Linked DNA regions of Gossypium hirsutum: region 1 is linked to region 2. Evidence: chromatin contacts called from public Hi-C data. All regions are on one chromosome and are shown on one strand. Each heading gives the region's core, a stretch centred on a gene start, on an enhancer-like site or on the middle of the called end of the contact. The rest is flanking DNA. Distances are from core to core; before and after follow the strand shown. Region 1 holds the start of LOC107896673 (probable protein phosphatase 2C 40). Region 2 holds the start of LOC107896707 (protein SRG1).

Region 1 (5,664 bases), core at 656-3,155, 790 kb before region 2:
GGATTGGATGGCACAAAAAAAGTTTATGGATCTTGCCTTCCTCTCTAACAATCTCTACTGCAACTTCTACTTGATGAAAGATGTATAGAAAAGTCAAAAGCGCAATATTACGAATTTAGTCCTAGAAAATTCTGCTGCTTTGAGGTTGAAAAAAAACTAAACCAGCCATTTGTACTGTTGTTGAGAACCTCTGAAGATATGATGAATGCTCACCACTCACTTAGTCACCACCACTACCTTTTAATTTTGACTCTGCACTTTACAACCTTTGAATAAATTCTGGCTGCCTTTTTCATCGTTTCTTTTAAAATCCAAAAATTGTCCCAATCTTTAACAAATTGCAACCAATATATCCTATATTGTATAATAATAATAATGCGTGTGCTCCAATCTCTCTCAATGAGACAAAACTCCAGTCGTAAATATAAACAATGGGCTATTTACAATACCTAATTGTCAACTAACTAACAGTATTTCTAACTTTGAAGGATTCGAAAATTAGTATACAATTATTATTTATTTATTTTTAAACAATAAAAAAAATTAAGAAAATAAAACATGTTGTACTATTTCAACCAAGTGTCCTAAATATTTGAACCTATTAACATACAACATGATAATAATCCTTTAAAATTTATTAAAATAAGAGTTAATTTTAAATTATGACTCTCATTCTAAATTATTTTTTAAATTTTAAATTATTCTAATTAAATCCTTAAATTATCGATGTTATATCAATTAGATATTGTTATTATTAAAATCATTAATTTAACTTGTAGATGACATGTTAGATTTTATATTATATGATTTAAAAAAAAAGAAATAATGAATATTGTAAAATAGATATTTTAAAAATCTTAGCTTTTAGCTTTTTGAAACTTTTAAAGAAGCTGTATCATTCACTTTTTTTTTCACTTTTTTTTTCCAATTTCATTTTTTTTAGTTTTTTACTTTTAAAAATTATGTAATGATGTTGTATTTCTTTGAAATTTTCATTTTAAATTTAACTACTTAATATTTGATATGTTATTTAATGGTTAAATTTAATAACGAAAGGACCTAATTCATTAACCTTATAGTTTGGGATGTGATTAAAATATTTTAAAATTAAGGGATCAATTTAGAATGAGAGTCATAGTTTGAGGATGTCTTGTGCAATTAATTTTAAAAATAAATATAATTTTTATAATTTTTAACGGTTGACATTGAAATATAAAGAGTTAAATTACTTTTGGGGAGTTTGAACTTTAGCAACTTTTTCAATATTGGAGTCTAAACTCTTTTTTATCCAAGTTAAGTTCTGAATTTGACAATGTTCTCACCTTGAAGGTTGAACATTTTTTTATTCAAGTTAGGTTTTGAACTTGACAAATATTTTTATATTAGAGCTTGAACTTTTTTTTGTCCAAGCTAGTATTTGAAAACCTTAGAGTTTAGGCTCTAATGTTGAAACAATTGCCAAGTGTAGGCCCTAATGTAAGTTCAATGATTAACTTGGACAAAAAAAAAATTCAAGACCTAGTAGAAACATTTGTTTAGTTCAAGTCTTAATTTAGTAACAATTGCTAACTTCAAAATTTAATTTAGACAAAAAAAATCAATCTCTAATGCAAAAAAACTCACCAAATTTAAACAATTTAACCCAAAATATAAATTTTAAATGAAATTTTTTTAATAGTTTAGCATTACAAAGGTTTAAAATTAGTTTTAAAATGATTTTTGAAAATTACTAATTTGAAAAGAAAAGAGATATACATAGAGAGAGAGAGAGAGTTGAAAAGGGAAGAGTTTGAAAAACGGCACTACCGGTAATAGAGAATCTGACAAAATCAGAGCCAAACAAAAAGTCCCAAAAACGAAAAAAGATAAAAGGAAAATAAGGAAAATGTATATATAAAAACAAGAATTCCTCCAAATATAGCAGAAAGAAAGAAAGAGAAAACCCCTTGTTTCCCAACCATCCAATTTTCGATTGAACCAACGCATTGCACGCTCCTCCTTCTTTCAGATTCATTCTCCACTAAATCTCTCTCTGTTCTCCTCTTTTCTCCTTCTCCTATACCCAAATCTCTTGCCTCTTTGCTTCCCCCAAACTTCACTTACTTTCGCCCCTGCATTCCAATCTAACTCCTTACTTAACCTTCTTTTCTGCCTTCCTTTTACCTTGTTGATCCAAGCACAGTGGTGGGTTTTTCTTTTTTTGATCTCTTTCCTCTTTTCTTTTCTTTTTTTTTTTGTACCTATACCTTAGTTTTTTATCATCATTTCAATACCATGTTGTTGTTTTTTACCCTTTTGTTTAATTCAATGATTTAATATCTTGTTTTGTTGTCTTTAGTGAACTAGTTAAGATTAGAGTTCATTGTTCATACTCTAGTTTGAGTTGCTGTGGATAGACTTCTTGATAATGGAATCCCTTGTTGTTTCGATTTAAGTAGTCTTTTTTTTTATTACTCTTGTTACTGTTTTTTGTTGTTTTAGTGTTGAATAGTACAAAAAATTGTGCATTTTTATATGTTTAACAGCTAATATTAGCATTTGATAATCTTTAGTCTTTTATGAAATTGGGTTTTAATGCTATGGTCATGATTCAGATCCAGTTCGTTGTATTGTGGTTTAAGGATTCGTAATGTCCTGTTTATCACGAGAAGAATTTATAATAGGCTAGTTTATTAGCAACAAGAGGAATGATTAATTCTTGTAATGGAAGTTTTGTGTTCACTTTGGTGACTTAATTTCTGATTCTTATCTTTTGAGAATTACATCAGATTTGATCATATAAAATGTTGGATTGAACTGTTAGAGATGTAATATTGCGCATCTACTTGGTTATTTATATCATGAAATTACAGAATTTTGTATTAATTTCCAGCCCTTATCGTGCTAATAGAATCTTATGCTCTCTTTCAGCCTATAATGCAAGGAGAAAATTTTATTAATTCTGAAAGAGAAATTAAGGTTAGTTTTGGCTATCAGTGCAACAGCCCCAGAGGTATTCCTTGTAGCGCGGCTAATGGGCGTGAAATCTGGTCAGGAAGTGAAATGCCAAGGACCGGCAGTTTTTCTTGCTTGTCCGGTGCTGCCTTAAGTGCCAATGCAACATTGGCCAACACGAATATATGTAATGGTGTGATCGGAGGTGAGATTCTTCCTAGTTTGGATTCCCCTAAATCATTTCGGAGGGTTCCCTCTTCCCCATCTCTTCCAAGGTTGGATATATTATCATCTTCGCTGCAAAGCAGTATCTCAAACTTAAGTTGCAGTTCACCAAGTCCACTTGATTCACCTGAAACTGACTCATTTTTACTGAAACCAATGAGTGCTCCTTCTAGAACTGACAGTTTCCTTAATGCTATGGAAGTACAAATGGCGGGTGGAGCAGCTGGTGAAGACAGGGTTCAAGCTGTCTGTTCTGAAGAGAACGGGTGGCTCTTTTGTGCAATCTATGATGGTTTTAATGGAAGGGATGCTGCTGATTTTCTTGCTGGCACATTATATGAAACTATAATATTTTACTTTACTTTACTAGACAGGGAATCGAAGCAGAACATCCCCACTGCAAATGGATGTTTTGAATATTTTCATGATGATGGTTTGGTTGGTAATAAGGCAAAACCCACTTCTAGGATTGACGGCAAGAATTATGCAAGTGCTGAAAGCTTGATGAAAAAAACTGCGGATCGTAAAGTGGAAGTGTTGTCTGATTCATTTAGGCATGGGGTGCTTGATAGCCTCCAACGTGCTCTAAGTCAAGCCGAGAATGATTTCTTGTACATGGTAGAACAGGAAATGGAGGACCGCCCTGATTTAGTTTCAATAGGATCTTGTGTTTTGGTTGTTTTCCTGCATGGAAATGATATGTATACTCTCAATTTAGGTGATAGTCGAGCTGTATTGGCAACATATGATAATGCCAATGACATGGGTCAGACTGAAAAGTTGAAAGCTATTCAGCTTACCGATAGTCACACTGTTGATAATGAAGTTGAAAGAACTAGACTCTTGCATGAGCATCCTGATGACTCTATGCCCGTAGTTGGTGGAAAAGTGAAAGGAAAATTGAAGGTCGCTCGTGCATTTGGAGTAGGTTACTTGAAAAAGGTCGGTACTCGAATTTCACATTGCAATTTTCTTGTATTTTTTGTTATCTAAATTTTCCCTATTGAGAAGACTCACTGCACCATAGTCGCAAAGTATTACTCAGCCCCAGAAATGGTAACTTTTATTCCTTTATCTATAAATTTAAAATCTGAGGAAAAACCACTTTTGCTTCATCCTGTCACCGAAACTATATCTTCAAGACTTAATAACATCTAATGTATCAACAAATGAGCATAACCTGCCTCGTTTATATTGTGGTTTAAGCATGAGTGAGCTCAATGGCAACTGCTATATGCCCAACTTATTGTTGTTGATCCAGTCTTTTCCGTAATTAGCATATCATTTTTGTTATTCCTTGCAGAAAAAAATGAATGATGCAGTGATGGGAATTATTCGAGTTCATAACCTCATTAGCCCCCCATATATCTCAACCGAACCATCAATGAATGTGCACACAATATCAAGATCTGATCACTTTGTTATAATTGGTAGTGATGGTTTATTCGACTTCTTCAGCAATGATGAGGCCGTAAAGCTTGTTCTTTATTATATCTCAAGCAACCCTTACGGAGATCCTGCAAAATTTCTCTTGGAGCAGCTTGTAATAAAAGCAGCGCATTCTGCAGGTAAATTATATATAATTATATCTGTCGGTTATAACTGATTTAAACTTTTGTTCTAGTTTCATTTGAACAATGACCAAAATTTTCTTTCACCGCATGTGTCTTATGGTTGTCAACATGAGTTTCATATAAAAGACCATACAATGAAACCAAAATGCATTGTTTGTAACTATGGCAGTATAGTTGTTTTATTATTACACCAAAGTTTCTGAAGATATGGATTTTACCATCATAGGTTTCAGTAAGGAAGAATTGATGAATATTCCAGCTGGTAGGAGGAGGAAATACCATGATGATGTTACTGTTATGGTGATTATTCTCGGAACGAATCATCGCACTTCTAAGGCATCAACTTGTGTATGAATTTTATGTCAAAGCATTGCAGCTTGTTATAATTTTCAATTGTACATAGCTTGAATTCAGATAAATTTTCTGTTGGGGACAAAATTTTGTATTACTTGGAGTCATGCATTAGAGTGTTTGATGTGAATAAGTAGGTGAGTCGTTTCATTTTTCTTTTAACATTTCAGAACTAGTTCTAAGGTATCCTCTTCTAAGTTATTGCTTATGAATAATCAGAAGATCTGCTAACTACTAGACACAGTTCTTTTGTAAATTACTTGCTTGTTGATGCTCCCATCATCTTCTGAATGTGAATAACTCAATTCTTACAAGCTTCTTTGAATGGCAATTTGTTCTCTATTTCTATTCCATTTCTACTCTATGGTTACTCTATTTCTATTTCATTTCTACTCTATGGTTACTTCAACAATTGGCCGCTCTGATTGATTCCATAGTCCAAAATGTTGATTCAATATGCTATTTGAGCAGTAGAACATTCTTTTGTTCTCTTTTCTGTGGTGGTATGCAGGGATCGTGGCTTTTGGGTTGTTGGTTCGTTAGAGGTGGTGTTGGCAGGACAGTGGCTTTTGGTTCAGTT
Region 2 (5,574 bases), core at 1,754-4,253:
GAGTCAATTGCATTTTTTTATTTAAAAAAAAAGGAGAAAATTAATCACAGTAAAAATGAATGTAATTTTTAACTAAAGGATCAGTTTGTATTTTGGTCTAACATATAATAATTAATTTTTCTATTATTTTACTAAAAGAGACAAAATGCAATTCACCTCTTAATATAGATGGTATTTTTACCCAAAAAAATAACTTAATTTTATGATAAAGTCATTTTTTTTTCCCTTTTTCCTTGTTTTCTTCAGAGTTCATAGCTTTAGCATGATTGTGATAAAGACATGTGAATTGCACCTCCTGTCATAAACCAGCTGTTCTTAACAAAATAATCCATGGTTAATTTCATTGGTGAAATATCAAAAGAAACCTTTTTATTTTCTCACTCAAAACTTTTTAGTTTGTAGAAAATGATGCTCAGTGCTTGCTTTCTTTTTCCCATTGGATGGGGGATTGATGGGAAATTGAGGCCATTTAACCAATTTGAACCATGATTTCAGTATATCATGGAACCATTTTGTAACACAAAAGGAGGCCTCAGTCTGCAACAGTGGAAGAGATTACTGATATCAGGGCTCGAATTTCATCTCTTAAGGATGCTATGGCTAGATGAATGAATCAAGTCATATATTACGGTTCATGGAACTTTGTGGTTAGCCTTCACCAACATATTATTTTTAAGCATGCATACAAGCATCGTCAGCCTTTACCTCACATCATATGTCATATGAATATATGGAATTCTGCTTTGTGCTTTATTTTGGTGTTAGCAATTTTGTCATTTCAGCTTAGAAGTCATCCATCACAACTTGCTTCCCTCACACCTATAGAAATAATATATATTATATGCACATTAAAATACATGCATATAAAAATCATTGAGCGTGGGCTCTCCTGTCTTTGCCACTAAGCAAAAAAGGGGTTCTCTTTTCCCTTGAACAATGGAACACCCATGGTATTTTGTCAGATTTCCTGTTTGATTCCTTCACTAATATGATTGCCATGTTTCTTTGCTTATTATGAATGTGATGAGAGAAACAGTAAAAAGTGGCATCTTTTTCCTGCTTTACTTATTAGGGCTAATCCGTAATTTTGACCCCAAACTATACACATTTTATTTTGTACTTAAACTTGTATTTCCTTAGCGGATTATTCTAATGGGCTTACACAATTAGATGTGACATGATTGATGAATACTGAGCTTAATACATTTGATTTACTTGTTTGATGACAATAAAGTTCGGGTATTTCTTTCCTTAGATACCAGGTCATTATTATTTTATCAATCAGCTTGCAGGTACTAATTTGAAAATGTTGTTTAGAGACAAAGCACACAATTTGACAAGAAAGCTTTACTAAACAAAGGTCCCACCAAGCTTCCATAAGCTGATATGCATTTGGGAAAACTTTGTTACAGAAGAAACAGCGCAGTCCACCATGACAGAAGCTCATTTCTTACAGTTAAATAGTACAAGAATAGTGATCTAGTGGGGGGGGGGAGACCAAAGTGGAATCCTTGTTAATTCGAGGTCTTGGATTGGATCTTTGCGAAATCCAGGGTTCTTTTGCCTTGCAACTTGTTGGTTACGTAATGTTTACTGTACTCTCCATGATTGTAACTTCTGTATCTGCATGGATTCTTCTCATCCACCAGTTCTGCCATTGGACCAAGTTCTATTTCATAGCTTGGAGCATAGAAAGTGACGATTGAAAGGCGGTCTCTCTCTTTGTGAGTTACTGCTCTATGCTCCACACTCTTGTATTTTCCATTTGTAAGTACCTGTACAACAAGAAATTTCAGAACTGATATTGGAACATTGTTATTAACAGAGTGTTTATCCATAATGGTTCCGGGTTTCTTACTTCTAGAGTGTCACCGATGTTGATGACGAGTGCATTTGGAATAGGCTTAACAGGCACCCACGTTTGGCCCTTAAGGATTTGAAGACCAACTGAGCTATCTTTTCCCTGCTGCAACACTGTAAGGGCACTTCCATCTGAATGTGGACTAAGGCCTAAAACAAGGTCAGGTCTTGAACATGGAGGATAATAATTCATCCTTACTGCTTGCACAGCCACTCCGAACATTTCTTCAAAAACATCCCCTTTTAGTCCAAGGCTCACTGCTATATACTTCAGAAGTGTCTTGCAAAGTTTCCTCACTTCTCTTGAATAAATTTCTAAAGCTTCTCTGAAAAACAAAAAGAGAGTTACATCTGTATACTTCAAGGTTCATATTTAGTGTTATTTGTGATTACCTGAAGTTAACTGGTTTTGATGGCCAGAGTTTTGGGTTCCTTATACAAGGTGGCTCAACACCAAGAGCAAACATATTGCACCAATCCAACTTTTGGTTCTCTGAGAACACAAAAGCTTGACCATAGCCCTGAACTGTCCCTGGAGCCATTGGATACTTTTGTTTCTCCTGTAAAGGTAACATGAAGAAATCCTCGGCTACTTTTTCGATGTCTTCAACAACATTCAGATCAATCCCATGGTTCAGTACCTGAAATGCAATCAGTCATTAGCTTCCATACTTAAAACAAAATAAAGACAATCTGACTGTTTCAGTACCTGGAAAAATCCCCATTCTTCACAGGCAGTTTTGAGCTGCATAACTTCATCTTTGTCTGTTTTCATGAGCTTAGAAAGATCAATGATGGGAATGTCAAGAGATGATGATAGATTTGGAACAACTTTTGGCCTATCAGCCATGTCTCTGATAAATCTTTCAGGAACCGTGGCTGGTTTAGCTTTTCTTAGTTCTTGGACATCATCAATATGTCCAACTTTAATTGGTAAACTAGGCACTGGAGCCATGTTATAGAATTGAAAGACTGGTAAATATGTAACCAGGTTTACTTGGAAGTTCTCTCAGATGGAGCCTGTATTTATAGACGGAGAAAATCTGTAGTTTTGTACATTATTGTAGTGTTAATGTGAGTTGAGGGGCTAACAGTTGTGTGATGTCACTTTTGTTTTGTAGCCCTACGAACGAACTTGGTTACGCCCCCAGGTTGATGAACTTACAGATGGAGTAAATCAGCAGTTGTGCACATTGTATTGTTGCAGTGTTAATATGATTTGTGGAGCTAATAGTAGGCTGATTTTGTATTTTATTATAAAAATAATATATTTTTAAAAATTATGATTTTTTTCAGAAAAATATCTTATCACCATGGGTTCAATGTTACATGTTAATTCGGTTTAATATTTTTTTTTTTAAATTTAAAGTGTGACACATTATTACATGCATAATAAATAGGCTATATGATATAGTGGGATTACTTTTTTTAGAAAGAAAATCTACCAAATATTTTTGAATAATTTAAATATCATCATACATTGTTAAATAAATTTATACAGTAATCATGATTTTGTAAGTGAAATGTTGAACTCTTCGTACTAATAAATAATTGAAAGAAGTGAAAATGAATTTTTTCTCTCAACATTTGAACTAAATTCAAATATTAAATTCCTCATTATTGATCAAGCTTTATCTGAATATCACATTTGTAATTATACCAAACAAAAAATATTAGATTTTTCATTGCAATAATCATTGGAACTCCGGTACAGTTGGCTTAGATTTCACCTTGGGTATATGAACCCACCTGGGTAAGCCCAAGGTTCAAAAGTTAGATATTGAAAATCTCAGTTACAAAACCCAAGTCTCCATCAATGCAAACGAAGCTTCAAATTTTCTTCGGATAAGATTGAGACCGACTCTTCTTATCTAAAAAAACTCAAACTCGAGCCACCACATGAACCATCAATGGTCCCTATCTTTACTTCATTTTCATTTTAAAATGTGGTCCTTACTTTCCCATTTTGTTAACAGTTCACCGTCTGTATTTTCTTTAAGAAAAGAAAAAAACAGGCGTGAATTGCAACAGTTTGATGTGAGAACTCGACACACCATTGGGTAGTCTAAATGGTCACTCTTGAATTGGCCTTTCCCAATCAAGTGACCTGCTTAAATGCTTTCATGTCTTTACATACATACATAGCATAACATGCATGCATGCGTGTTTCTGTGAATTTGTTTGATTGTAAGTTTGCATCAGATGATGAGTGAATGAAATGGAACATGTGAAGAAAAGGAAAAGAGTTAAAAAAAAAAGGGAATGGAATCTAGTAGTGGGTAAATGGTACACTAAAATTGTGTATCATTGCAGTTTTTTTTTCAGACTTAGTGAGTGGCAGTAGTACCCGTAGGGGCCATCTTCATTTTGTGGTGAAGTTAACATGTCCCCTTTTCTGCAGACCAAATCTAGTGATATTTTTGTCAATTTGCCTTTGTTTATCCCCTCTTTTTTTAGTTTTTTATTTTGGTATCTTTTGATCATCCTAACTTAACCTTTTAGGCACTAATACATTAGTTTTTAGTATAATTTTTTTGTAACATTTTTTAACTCTACGTTATTCGGATTTAAGTCTCAGTGTCTAAATTTATAGAGGACATTCATATTCGAATATGTGCCCAACATGAATATTTCAAAAACAACGATTTAACTTACACTTGTTATTGAAACTTCCTGCATGTTGTTGATCCACATTAACTAGGCTACCAAGTAGCAACTAGAACTTTGCAACAGGGGTTTGAATGTATCAGTGGCTTTTTATTTATCTTCTTGACTCCATTAAGAACTTGAGAAATTCTAAATCGATTGTAAAGTTCAATTAAACTTATACATGACAAGACTTTGAGTAAATGCACCATGGAGTTATTTGTACTAGAAATCGATTTGCATTTTGTTGTCTTCACTCAAAAAATGGACAAATTAGTTTTTATTAAAAATTAGCCTTTACAAGTTGTCATGTTATTTTATCAGTAAGACTAGTTTTTAACAAAAAAATTGAGAACTTTTTTATTAGAAAATATCAATTAATTCTTTAATCTAACGAATATAAATTAATTTACTCATTTTTTAAATAAAAAAATTTAATTTAACTTTTTAATATAGAAGTCTTAGTATTAAGACTTCAAATTTTAAAGTAACTAAATTGAACTCGTATAAGATAAATAAGGTAGTGGAGCCCACAAACTGAGTCTCTTATCCACAAATTCAAGCATTAGAATTGAGAAACTTTGAAAAAGTAGAGAAATCTCTTTTTGAGAAGAGGTGAAAGTGGAGGTAGACTAGGGTTTATCAAAATCTAAAGGTGGATCCTATGCCCATAAGTAGTACTTATAAAAGGTACTAAATTCAGCGCCAATGAACTAAAAGAAAAAAAAAAGCCTTTTTCCAAACAAGATTTATTGTTCCTCCTTTTTCTTCTTTAGTGCAAATTACTCTCCTTTTTCCCTTTAGTAAAAAAATTAAAATTGCAATTTTAAAATATGATGAACAACTGAATTCAAATTTAAACATGTTAAATATGATGGAGTTTATAAATTAAATTTTTTAAAAATTTTGAAAAAAATGAATAGTGGATTAATAAATCATTTATATTATTTTAATGGGAATTTAGAGCACCAAGGAAGCCCATGATTATATCTAGCAAATTAGGGTGGGCCAAATCTTTCTATCTTTTCCTTTGTTTTTTTAAATCCTAATGGTTAGTTTGCTTGCTTT

Evidence for each region. A called contact is a pair of places that touch in the nucleus more often than the background predicts.
Region 1: a Hi-C map of leaf shows a contact between it and region 2, with 2.3 times the contacts expected there. The contact joins the promoter of LOC107896673 here to the promoter of LOC107896707 in region 2. A contact is called at or near these places in 7 of 34 Hi-C or Micro-C datasets (anther, callus, hypocotyl and 2 more).

The regions. Positions count from the first base shown.
Region 1 is chrA10:95,944,900-95,950,563 of Gossypium_hirsutum_v2.1, reverse strand. It overlaps LOC107896673 (probable protein phosphatase 2C 40), which reads left to right and starts at 1,905. Exons shown (of 4, transcript XM_016821901.2): 1 at 1,905-2,184; 2 at 2,911-4,101; 3 at 4,463-4,727; 4 at 5,596-5,664. The coding sequence starts at 2,917. The coding sequence ends at 5,627.
Region 2 is chrA10:95,160,184-95,165,757 of Gossypium_hirsutum_v2.1, reverse strand. It overlaps LOC107896707 (protein SRG1), which reads right to left and starts at 3,003. Exons shown (of 4, transcript XM_016821947.2): 1 at 2,570-3,003; 2 at 2,254-2,501; 3 at 1,859-2,186; 4 at 1,333-1,775. The coding sequence starts at 2,815. The coding sequence ends at 1,515.